Regions from separate parts of the Zea mays genome. Here region 1 is linked to region 2. The links are chromatin contacts, called in public Hi-C maps. All regions are on one chromosome and are shown on one strand. Each heading gives the region's core, a stretch centred on a gene start, on an enhancer-like site or on the middle of the called end of the contact. The rest is flanking DNA. Distances are from core to core; before and after follow the strand shown. Region 1 has its middle 31 kb from the start of LOC100216636. Region 2 holds the start of LOC103654209 (protein OPAQUE1).

The links. A called contact is a pair of places that touch in the nucleus more often than the background predicts.
Region 1: a contact with region 2 is called in a Hi-C map of leaf, with 4 times the contacts expected there. The contact joins the enhancer-like site here to the promoter of LOC103654209 in region 2. A contact is called at or near these places in 12 of 25 Hi-C or Micro-C datasets (bundle sheath, ear, endosperm and 4 more).

Annotation. Positions count from the first base shown.
Region 1 is chr4:182,055,893-182,062,344 of Zm-B73-REFERENCE-NAM-5.0, reverse strand. No RefSeq gene overlaps it. Among protein-coding and RNA genes, the nearest start is that of LOC100216636, 31 kb to the left of the region's middle. Within about 2 kb of position 3,489, at least 19 of the 20 cell types and tissues checked have an H3K27ac peak or open chromatin away from gene starts, as enhancers often do. A contact at or near this core is called in bundle sheath, ear, endosperm and 3 more, where this site is marked.
Region 2 is chr4:181,942,990-181,948,950 of Zm-B73-REFERENCE-NAM-5.0, reverse strand. LOC103654209 (protein OPAQUE1) reads left to right here and starts at 2,049. Exons shown (of 38, transcript NM_001364980.1): 1 at 2,049-2,366; 2 at 3,324-3,473; 3 at 4,238-4,383; 4 at 4,467-4,623; 5 at 5,002-5,060; 6 at 5,365-5,521. The coding sequence starts at 2,247.

The sequences.
Region 1 (6,452 bases), core at 2,240-4,739, 110 kb before region 2:
CCATGAAGGCGAGGATAAGGGAGGGGGCGGTGCTACCAGCGGTGGGCACGAGCGAGGAAGAAGATGGCGGTGTTGTGGGCGGGGGTAGCCAGTAGCGACGGCGTGGGGAGAAAGTGGGCGAGGCGAGGGCGCCGAAGACGGGTGGCGAGGCATGGTGGGCCGTGGGTGCCGTCAATGAAAGAAGCGTCGAGGTTGGAAGGGGCGCAGGGATGGGGGCTGGGTCCTGCGTGGTGGAGGGAGCGAGATTTGCGGGCGAGGGCTGGCCGACTGGGTTGGTTCCGCGCGGGCGCGGGGAGACGAGGTAAGGGAGGGGGCGCGTCGGGGCGGGGGCAAGGTGTGTGGTGGACGCCCACACTGTGTCCTTATAGAGTAGTAGAGATATATATATTATTTAAAAAACTGAACAGGTATAGATATTATTGTCTATTTTTTCTCCACGCCATCCCGTCCATATTCATGCTAATAACGTCAAACAGATGAATAGATTGACCAAAGTAATGTTGTTAAGTTCTTTCGTCAATTAATCTGTTTAAAATAAAATTCCCAAAGCTGAACTAGTACTTCCGTTCTTGGATGTCTTGGTGGCACCTATAATGAAATAACGCTCCTCTGGATGTTTGCATCTGTAACTTGCTGGGCTAATCAAAGCCGCTGTCCTCGATTGCAATCTGCTGCCTCCAGATCATGTCCAAAGCCGCAGAGAACACGGTCCACCAAGACATCACCGACACATGCAAGGACCCTGGCGAGGTCAAGAAGGTGTTCCAGTTGGCACTCCTTTGCAGCAACAAGAGGCAGCCGTCGGATCGACCAACCATGCATGAGGTAGCTGTCTGCCCAGCAGGCCCGCCCCGTAGCAGGCACATCCTATCCACAGGCGTTGGAGAAGTCATCCACGGCTCCGAGCTACATCAGTGACAGTGATCAACCATGCGAGGCCTACGACTACGAGGCGGCTGCGCGCTCTCCTGCGCCAACTCGTCCAGTGCGTCCGACGCCGAGCTCTTCACGAAGTTTGGCGAGGTGAGATCGCGGAACACGGAGTAGATGTAGATTGATCGTCTGTCTGATGGTCTCAGAGAGTTATTAGGCCTGCAGTTTGGTTCCAAGCTTATAAGATGTGTGTATTCCGGCGCCGTGAGAGTCTCTGTAAATATGATGCCTTCTCCTCCATGGGACAGACTCCGCTAGCAGTTTTAATTTCTCCATGCGGTTTGGGACCGCGCAAAGTGTGGTATAGAGTCTTGTTGGGAAAATCCAAGTGCAACTGATGGAATAGAGTTTGGTGCAGGCTGCCTTCACTGACCTGTGACTTGTTCCGTTATTCAGCTGGGACGGCTATGCTCTTATCAAATGCTCATCTGGGTAGTGTTATTATTGTTACCCTGATCCTGGGCTTCCCATTCCTGGATCATACCACTGCGGATTCCCCGACAAACCGCCGCACTGCACTGTCGCTTGTATTAGTACCGGCAACTACCCTGCCGCGGCATGGTTACTTACCTCTAACAACTGCCGCTGTAGAATTTTTCTCTTGCTTCCCTGGTTTCCCTGTTCAATGCATGGGGACCGAGGCCAAGACGATGGATGCCCATTCAATGGAGGCCTGTGTCATGAAATGTCAGGGATGAGTGCAAAGTTTTACTCCGGTAGGGGCCGTAGGGCCCTGTGTGCGTTCGAATGGTTGATGGGAGACTACCGCAACAGCACGGTCATGGCATTGGCATTGGCATGGCGCCGCCAAAGCCTCTCCGGCTTGGCGTGGCATATGGCATGGCGCCATGGCGAGCAAAAGCCAAGAACCGAGGTGCCGAGGGGCGTTCGAATTCCTTGGGACCCACGACCAGGAGGCATCTTTGATCTATTACCAGGATTTCCAAACTACCCATAAAAACAACATTAGTCGAAAGAAAATTAAGACGGTTTTGTAAACCTTCACCACGAGATTGTGCATATGGTCATGCTAATGTTATAATCTTTATGGCTAGGATCGAATTCTAATTCCCTAGAATATCAATCTGTAACTGGAAAAGAAAACTATTTATAAAGTAAAATTTGGAATATAAGCAGGGATAGAAAATGTGATATGAGGATCGCTGGAGATAGTCGTAGATAGGCATATCAAAATAACGGATCGAAGTTGTCACATCAATTACCACCAGCTACGTAGATAAACATGTTGCCTGCCAAGATCTAAAGAGAAAATAGTATAATGCTCCTATCTATGACGGTTTATATGGTCATGTACTCATGTCAACACGGTTTATAAAGTAAAGTTTGGAATATAAACTAGGATATAAAATAAGATAGGAGAACCACTAAAGATAGTCTTAAATAGGCATATCAGGGACAACCAACTATGTAGATATTGAGGTCGTCTGCCAGTATCTAAAGAGAAAACAGTACAATCCTCATGCCTTGCGAGCTGCGACGACACACAATTCAATAAAATATGAACATACAATGATCACATGAAAACGAGTAGTACATATATTATCATTGGCCTTAATATTTCATAAAGTATGTACCAGTATAAAACTAAACTCGGGATCTGGAACACATCCTCGTCCTCCTCTGCCTGGTCGGTTTAGTCACTTTAGTCACGTATTGACAACAGCGATGCCTCCTCATCCTTTCCCTCTATTGTTTTTGCACCGATGTCTGCAAAGGCGCATGGCAACGGAGAGCCATGACAGTGGTTCAAGACGCTTGTTGACAGAGGAAGATTGATGTCATCTACTCTACGATGGTGCAGAAGAATCTAGATGAAGGAGGCGAAGACGAGAAGAGACATAGAAGTTAGATGTTAATATACGACAACAATAGTGAGGATGGAGAAGGTCGCACAGGCGCGATTCCTATTGGAAATAGATTCTCTGAGATACGCCCCGCGCTGGAGTCACTGCCTGTGGCCCCGCGCGCGCCCTCGTCCGGCCCCGCGCACAGTGACACCCGGTAGTTACGTCCGTCCATTCGCTTAGGGGGTGTTTGGTTTGAGGAATCACTTCATCCAAAATGTGGTGGTGCATCATGTATTCATTCCTCAAATTTGGTGGGATGACCTCATTCCTCACATTAGTACTAACTAAATAACTATAAGGAATAAGGTGATGATGGATCAACTCAATCCATTCCACAAACCAAACAAAAAAGTGAGGAGTGAGAAGATGATGGACTAGCTCATTTTTCAAACCAAACACCTTATTAAGTTATGGCAGAAGACCTCATTGCATTCGTGTAGGGCCTAAAATAGAAAAAGGCTTGTCATTAAGGAGATGTTTGGTTTATAAGGACTAATTTATAATCTCTCCATTTTATTATATTCTAGTACTTAGATTATGTATTTGACAAATTAGGGACTAAAATAAATAAAATATAAAAATTAGTCCCTATTAAACAAAAACCTTCATCAAGAGTAGGCAGGCCCATGCTTATAACTGGAATTAAACTTGGACTGGGCTACGCTAGAGCCCAATACTGCTTGACAGGCGGCTTTCTTCGTTGGGCTGAAGCCGTGGGACTGTCTGGTTCACGTCGATCTCTTACAAATCTAGTCTAGACTAGAAATGTTCAAAGATAGACGTTCCTCTCGAAACCATCTAGAAAAAGGTTCTCAGAGTTTTAGTATACTACGTACTATGTTCTATGTCCTGACAGCTGACTCACCTTTCTTAAATCTCCCCCTCTTAGGAATCACGCTATCTTGGAAGTAATCGTCCCACTGGTCGGTGCGGAAAGTACTTGATAGTAAATGGTATACCAGCAAGCGAAGAAATCGTGAGGCTACATGGATACGAGAATGACACGAAAATGCTTCCCTTCTTTGGCGTACACAGCTTCTCCAAGACTACAAGTACTCGCTTTTTTATTAAACGACACGAAAATGGCCAAGGACGAGGAGGAGGTGAATAACACACTCTTTTTCCCCCTAACAATTTACAACCGATATATTAGTAAAACCCGTTACTCCGTACAGATATATTAGTATCCGAGTATGACCCGTACGATCATACAAGTACTCGTTTTTTATTTATTACTCCCTTCATTTCTTTTTAGTTGTCGTTGAATAGTTGAATTTTGCACTATCCAACGACAACTAAAACGAAACGGAGGGAGTAAACTGCAAGCAGCCTAGTACTGTTTCTTTGGTTCTATCTACAGACATAAGTACTAGCTTGCAGGAGAATTGAGCGGGCATACACCGCACGCGTACGCAAGAACGGACGCATCTATCCGCCACGACACGGCCACCAGCGCCACGCGGAGCTCGTCGTGCTCGTGCAGCAGCACGAAGCAATAGAAGCACTAGACGTATGCCAAAACCCTTGCGTCCAACGTGGCTCGCCGTGCCGCAGGCCGCAGCACGAAGCTACGACACGTGCGCGAGAGGACAAGGATAAAATTGGTTCGCTGGCGCCGCTGGCTACCAAGGGCAAGAGAGTATTTGCTCAGACTAGAAGTCGTAGTAGGAAGAACTGAAGAAAAGGGGGCCGACCGGCGGGCATCGATCGCCTTGCAAAAAACCGTGGCCCGCTGGGGCGCTGGCGGCTAGCTGGAGCACTGGGCGGTCCTGTACTCGCCCTCTGGGTGCACGCATCTGGGCCGTGCATCGCGTTGTCCTGTGACCCAGGTGCTTCTCGCTAGTGCTACGCGGAGGTGAATGGAGCGCTTTCATACTATAGGCGTGTTTGGCACTCTACTTCAGAGTAGCTTCACTTCAAAACTCTAGTTGGAGCAACTCTATTCCATATTTAAATAATTTTCTCATAACCCGTGACAGTAGCGAGTAAATAACTCAAAACTTCACATCTAGCTTACTTTTTAGAGTTTTTAGAGTAGCAAAAGAGGTACTCCAAACATTTATACTGTAGCTCTGAAAACTCCATGAAGTTTGCAACTCTGGAGTTGGGTTGTTTGGCAAGCTCTTGCCAGCTCCTCCTGAGTTCTGCTCTGTAGCCATGCCAAACACGCCATATATACTGCAGTGTGTTTGAAATTTGAATGAGGGGCGACCTATTATCTATATCTGTCCATAAATTTATTTATAATTATAATACAATTAATAGCAAGGGCCACGATCATATTAGGCATGTTTGATTTCTATGGACTAATTTTTAGTACATCCGATTTATTCCATTTTAGTCCCTGGATTGTCAATACGGAAACTAAATCTCTACTTTAGTTTCTATATTTTGATAATTTAAGGACTAAACTGGAATAAAATAAAAGGAATAAAATTTAATCTTTAGAAACCAAACACTCTCTCGGGCTTCTCTAAAATTGTCTTCAATAACATCCTTTATATCTCTCCTCCATATTTATCTCGCTCTCGAAATAAATCTTTGCTTTATATCTAATCTATTTTTAACAATATTCTTTATATCTCGTCCTCCATACGCCAAATACGCAGAGTCTTATTCTATTTCAGATTTTATACGTAAGAAATTGTTGTACCTTCAAATGTCTTATACATACTTTAATTTTACTTATTTTATTATATAATTTATTAAATAAACAGATAAAAAAGAGAGACTTTGTATACAGTGAATGAAATACGTTATCTATATCTAGAGAACGCTTTGGAGAACACCGCTAAAACATATAGAAGAGACAAATGAGAGAACCTTTTTCTAAATTTAGAGTATAGAACCATATATCAAACGACCTTAGAGTCAGTATAAACAAATTGCCTACTGTGATAGCATTATACTAAGTTTTACTATTTCAAGTGGATACCTCTCTCCTTTTTTATGTCTCCATCTTAACACAAATGCACTTGTGAGAGTATGGACAACCTTTGGATAACAATGTTAAACATGAATTCATCGACAAGCTTGTTGCCAGGGTTGTGAAACCTCATCCTTTTGGGGCCCATGAGTCAACGATGAGAGATATCATGTATGAACCGTCTATAAGCTACTAACATCCGCCCTACTCATAAAACATCACACAGGTCGAGTCGTGAGGATCGGGCGATGCAGAGAACCAACAGGGATCCATCAAGCAAGTCAAGATCCACTCGAGTAGATTTGGCGCGTTCCGTCCGACTAAGCCGCCAACCTCGCGGGCTCCCCACTACCACTCTAGTCGATAGGGTACGTCACAGTCTGCCCACCTCTCCCCACTCATGGCTTACACCCCTAGGTCTAAGTCTACCGAGGAGATATGCGACCCCCGATTGGGAAATAAACCCTACTATCTAAGGAATAGGTAGGTCGACACAGGAGGATGACACAGACAAACCCCAATAATTATGACCAGTCGACGCGCACACCACAAACACAGATCACACCATCTCCATAAAATCTTTGGACATGATCGAGAGTCCACACGGGGAAGGATACTGATGCCCGACAAGAGTTACCGAGGAGTATTGACTTTTTACCTCTCCACTCTTCCTTACGAGCAAAGCCATTATATGAGCCCCTCCTTGTTCTACAAAAGGGGGAGGG
Region 2 (5,961 bases), core at 800-3,299:
ATAGATAAAGATGAATGAAAGGGAGTGGTCACACGACGAGACGCGCGACACAACATTTAAATTGAATTAAGAAATAAACGACTCGCCGCGCGACAGAGCGCGCAACGAGATTCTTACATTAATTATAGATAAACGTTAAGCGTGGCGCGACGAAACGCACGACAATTTACGTCAACAGAACTGCATTTAAAATGAATCGTCGCGCGACGAAGCACGCGACGAAGCACATTAATAAAGACAAATTTAGAATGAACCGTCGCGCGGCGAAGCGCGCAACGCAGCACATCGACTAAACTAAAATTAAAATGGAATAAGACGAGGGTTGAGCAAAGCGTGACTACGTCGCACGCGCGAGAGCACGCTGCGCGTGCCAAGGGCACGCGAACCGTGCCGGCGCGCGGGGCGCAAGGCTGCCAGGGCACGGGCTCGGACGGGGGCGCGCGAGGGCGCGCCAGGGGGTGGGGTGGGGTCGGGGCGCAGGGCGCGGCCGCGGGGGCGCGCGGCTAGGGCGCAGCCGCCGGGGCGCGGCTAAGGAGGGGGCTCGCCAGTGGAGGGGCGCCGGGGAGGGGCGCGACGGGGCGGGCCGCGGCAGGGGAGGGGCTCACCGGGGAGAGGGGCTCGCAGGGGGGGCGACAGGGCTTGCCAGGGAGAGGGGCCGGGGAGAGGGGCACGCGCGGGGGAGGGCCGCCGGGGAGGGGCCGCTGCGGGGCGGGGCTCGCCGGGGCTGGGCCGCGGCGGGGAAGGGGCGCGCGAGCAGGGGAGGGCGCGCGGCAGGGGAAGGGCGCGCGACCAGGGGAAGGAGAAAGGGAGAGGGAGGGAGAGAGAGAGGGAGAGAGAAGGGGAGGGGAGGGGAAGTTCACCTCGGGGATCCAAACTCCGGCGATCACCGTCTCCAAACCCTAGGGCACCAGGGGGGGAGAGGTGGGAGAGGGAGAGGGAGGTTACTGCGCGGGAGAAATCAAATGAGAGAAAGAGATCAGGGGGAGGGGGGCGCGCGCATGGGGAGGACAGGGGGCGCCAGGGGTGCGCGGGCCGGACCGGGCCGGGCTGGGCCACACCGCGGATCAAAACCCACGACACGCACGACCACCAATCGGAATCCGATCGCGAACCGAAATCCGAAACGGAACGGGACGAACACGCGACTAACCACGACATCAGACAAAGAAATATGCTTCAGCATGATGCAACACCCATGACACTTAGGTTTTGTTTACACATCACACGGACACCCGTCACTATATGACTTTGAAATTGGGAAGAAGGAGCGAAACGAGAAGAGAAAAAGAGAGTAGCGCTTGAATTTGGTGAGTAAAAAGAAGAAAAAATTCTACCCCAAATTCAGGGCGTTACAGTGACCCTCGAGACGGGCCTCGATTGAAGTGAAGTTTATGATCCTTTGACCTCGGGGAATGGGCTCGATGGTGGTCTTGGGAGTAAGCGTGTTTTAGAGGCGTAATCTAGGTATCCCTAGTTACGATATCTGACAGTAGTAGCCACCGATAACTGGAGTAGAGACATTTAGACCGAACCAATATATACCTTGCATCCACTAATCATACCATCCAAGTTTTAAACGCACACACAAATATTTACTTACCAGTGCTTATTTAAAACACCAACACTTGCAAATACAGCAATTCTTTCGTAGTCGCATCATTAGCGACCCAACTGGTGGATAGTGAAAATAGACTCGCGGCCATTTGAAAAAACAGATGACATTAGGGATCTAAGGAGCAAAGCGCCCCATATTCAAACGATTAAAATAAGCCAGATTGTCCGTTTTGGAAGACTGGACTACGCAGTGGAACCCACAACAAAACCTCTCCCAGGCCTGGTCACCTGCACACCGCCTTGATTCGCGCGGGCCCGTGCTTGCCACGCAGCCTGAAATGACGCATCCACCCCTCGCCCATTCAAATTCCGTGCGTTCTGCATGGATAATTTTTGCACTTACCACCCGGCACACTCCGAGATTCCCCTCAAGGCACCCCAAACCGATGCTTTCTGGCCACTGAAAAGCGCACGGGAGAAGAAGCGCCAAGGCAAAGCAAAAATTTCGCGATGAGTCCACCACGACTCCAAGCAGCTGCGGCCGCGCCGCTCTAACCGGAGCTCCGTTAAGACTCCGCCGCCCCAAATCTCAGCGCCTGAGTCCGCCGCTCTCCTCCCGTGCTCGCCGCCACTGGTTTCCGCGCCGGGACTTGGGTTCGGTGGGGCGACGTGGAGCTTAGGGTTTCGGCAGGATGAGCTACCGGAAGGGGTTGAAGGTTTGGGTGGAGGAGAAGGGGGAAGGGTGGGTGGAGGCGGAGGTGGTGGAAGCGAAGGAGCGCGCCGTCGTCGTGTTCTCGAGCCAGCGGAAAAAGGTGCACCATCCTCCAATCCTCGCTCCCTGTTTTTGTCTGTCGCTTTCGTCCCATTCCGTGCGGTTTAAGTTCCCGCCGTGCCGTTCGGAAGTCTTGGTGGATGCGGATGTCACCTGTGCTTGTTTGGTGTTGTGGTTGATTTGGATTTGGAGGCGATACTCGCCTTTGGTGCTGGTTTGATCGTGGTTTAATGCGAGTGAACCGAGGTGGATCAAAACTGAACTTGTTTTTTTAATGAAGTTCGTAGTTGTTTTGTTACGACTGAGAACAAGTGACGGGGCTGCACTAGTTAGTGTGCTGCGGGGTGTGCTTTGGGTTGGAGGTGGGTGGCTGCAGATATAGTATCCATCACGTTTTAGTGTTTGTACTATTAATTCAAACAGATTCTTAACTCAGCTTCTTAGAATCTTAATAATGGTTTGTAGCTTTGACGAGTTACCTTTTTTGCACTTCTATTTGATAGTTTTTGAACCCACTCTGCATAATTTAATGTATACTGAACTTATGTTAATGTGTTTGTCCTGTACAACTCCGTCAAGTTTAGCAGTCATTGGCTTTTAGTTCAGGTGTTCACTATACAAGTTACCTGTGTATCATGCACATTTTATTTTATGTTATGTACTTATGTTCCATCTTAGGTTTCATTGAGTTATTCAATTTCATGGAACACCAGCTTGAAAGATTTTTGAGCTGATTGCAGAAGTAGCAAGCTCGGTGTCCTGATGAATATCTGCTACCTTTCCCCCCTCCCTGTCACACCCATTAACATCCTTGCAACTTATGGTTGCTATTAATATTGGATCAATTTTCAGTGAATGTTGAAGCACATTGGTAATTTGTCAATTTTTCATTTCGAGCTGAGTTATGAAAAAGTTAATTAAGATATGGTTTAAGTGTTTAACTTGTCGCATTGGAAACTTGATTCATTTGCTGAAGCTTTTGCTTTGTTTATTCCAGATTACAGTTTCACCAGAAAAATTGTTGCCCAGGGATACAGATGAAGATCTGGGTGGGGGTCATGTGGATGACATGACCAAATTGACATATCTAAATGAACCAGGTGTTCTTTACAATCTGAAGAAAAGATATGCATTGAATGAGATATATGTAAGTGGTTTACCGGCACTGTTTTTATTTGCTGTGGTGATTTGCATTTCAACTTAATTGAAATGTAAATTAATTGGTTACTCGAAAATTTGTTTTCCTTGCAAATTTACGAACTTGAAGAGCTCAATTCACACATTTATTTTCCATGCCGCATTGCTTTCATGGAGCACCTTTTCTTTAGCACATTCTCTCCAGGAGTTCCTGACTACCGTGTTCAGTGATTTTCAGATGTCTTGGTCATATTTCTGCTTTGGTAGAACTTTTGCAAAAATTGCTTGAATCAAATAAATATGTCCGTAATTGAAAATGTGATCGATCAAGGCAAAACCATTTGTTGATGTGAACTCAATAATGAAGTGCTCATCTCAATGGATTCAGCTTCTGTTAATTCATGACAAAACCACTCTCATTTTGCAGCTAATGGAGCAGGATGATGAATGGTTCAATTTTTTTAAATGTGACATGATCTGTATTCTTAATAACTAAATATGAAAACAATAAATGCCATATGTAATATCACAACTGTTCTTTTTTCTCTTACAAATATAGTTATTTCTCCATTTTGAGCTGTCAACATATGGAACGATGTCCTTTTTTGTGTAAGAATTATAGTCTCCTCTCTTGTATCAATTATGTTCAATAATCAATAATGTTCTGCTTGCGCAATTGATTGTCATCGCTGAATTCTTACATGAATTTAGTCCTGGCACATTAGCTATGGACTACTTTCTATAACGGCCTTTCACCTGTCTGTATTGAAACAGACGTACACCGGAAGCATCTTGATTGCCGTTAATCCTTTTACAAGGCTGCCTCACCTGTACAATGAATACATGATGGAACAATACAAGGGCATCCGATTAGGGGAGCTGAGTCCGCATGTTTTTGCGGTGGCGGATGCATCATACAGGTACATGTTATATTGTGGTTGAATTGCAATGCACTATTTCCATATAATTTGTTTATTCTGTTGACATTTGTTGAATTGAGTAGGGCTATGGTGAATGATTCTCGAAGCCAATCCATCCTGGTTAGTGGTGAAAGTGGTGCTGGCAAAACCGAAACAACGAAGCTTATTATGCAGTATCTCACCTTTGTTGGCGGTAGAGCCGCTCTTGATGACCGGACGGTTGAACAACAGGTTCTAGAAGTAAGTTTGAACTTTGAACTCTGTTTTCTCAACTATAATTTATGGAAACTAAGGGGGTGTTTGGTTTGAGGAATGAGATAGTCCATCATCTTCTCACTCCTCACTTTTTTTGTTTGGTTTGTGGAATGGAATGAGTTGATTCATCACCATTACATTTCTCATAAGCTAATAACTAGTAATAATATGAGGAATGAGTTTATTCCACCAAATTTGTGGAATGGACTCATGATTCATCACCTTATCTAGAATGGATTAATTCTTCAAACCAAACACCCCATAAGAGTTCCTCATCTATATTTTTGTTGAAGTATGCATTTTCTGTTGATATTGCTAATGATAGTGTTATCTTAATATTTCTTTATTTGTTCCTGTCACCAGTCTAACCCTCTTTTGGAGGCATTTGGCAATGCAAAAACAGTACGCAATGACAATTCAAGGTGAGAATTCACTCATTGTTGGCCAATGTTTTCAATGGTTCGTGTGTGTTCCCCATCCAGATATTTAACAACATTTTTTAATTTGTACTCCATTCCAAATCATAAGGCGTTTGGCATTTTTATATGCATAAATTTTGCTATGCATCTAGATGTACACTTATGTCTAGATACATAGTACAATCAATGCATTTAAAAAAGCCAAAATGTCTTATAATTTGAAATGGAGAAAGTAGAACCTAACATTTCCAACCTCCTTTTTTTCTGCATATTTTAAGTTTGTAACCTTACCACTTTTTGGTTCCAGTCGATTTGGAAAATTCGTAGAGATACAGTTTGATTCAAGTGGTAGAATATCTGGAGCTGCTATTAGGACCTATCTTTTGGAAAGGTCCCGTGTTGTGCAAATTACTGATCCTGAAAGGAATTTTCATTGCTTCTACCAATTGTGTGCCTCTGGAAAGGTACTTATACCAACTATCATTATTTCATTGGATCATTTGTTATGCTTGTTCACTCTGAGTTCGGCTACTCTATGCATGATTAGCATTTTCTTATGATTTTGATAGTGTCTGATTTAACTTTCTAAGGACACTGTTGAACTTAATTAGTAACCATGCTCTTTTATCATTATGCAACCTTGAGCTCAACAAATTACTCATAACAAGTTATTGGTTTGACTTGTATGCATTCATTACCATTTTCCTGCTATTATGATGGTGGCTTGCATTTTCTTTGGTATTTGTCTTGAGGTTCTAGTGTTAGCTGAAATGTGTATAAATCATTTTATCTACTATATTCGCAATGGGAATCAGTTTATTGTTGTTTTTTGTGTGCCATGTTGGTGCGATGTGTCATTGATTCGTTGAAACACTATTTGCTTGTGAGGATCGAAGCATGTTTT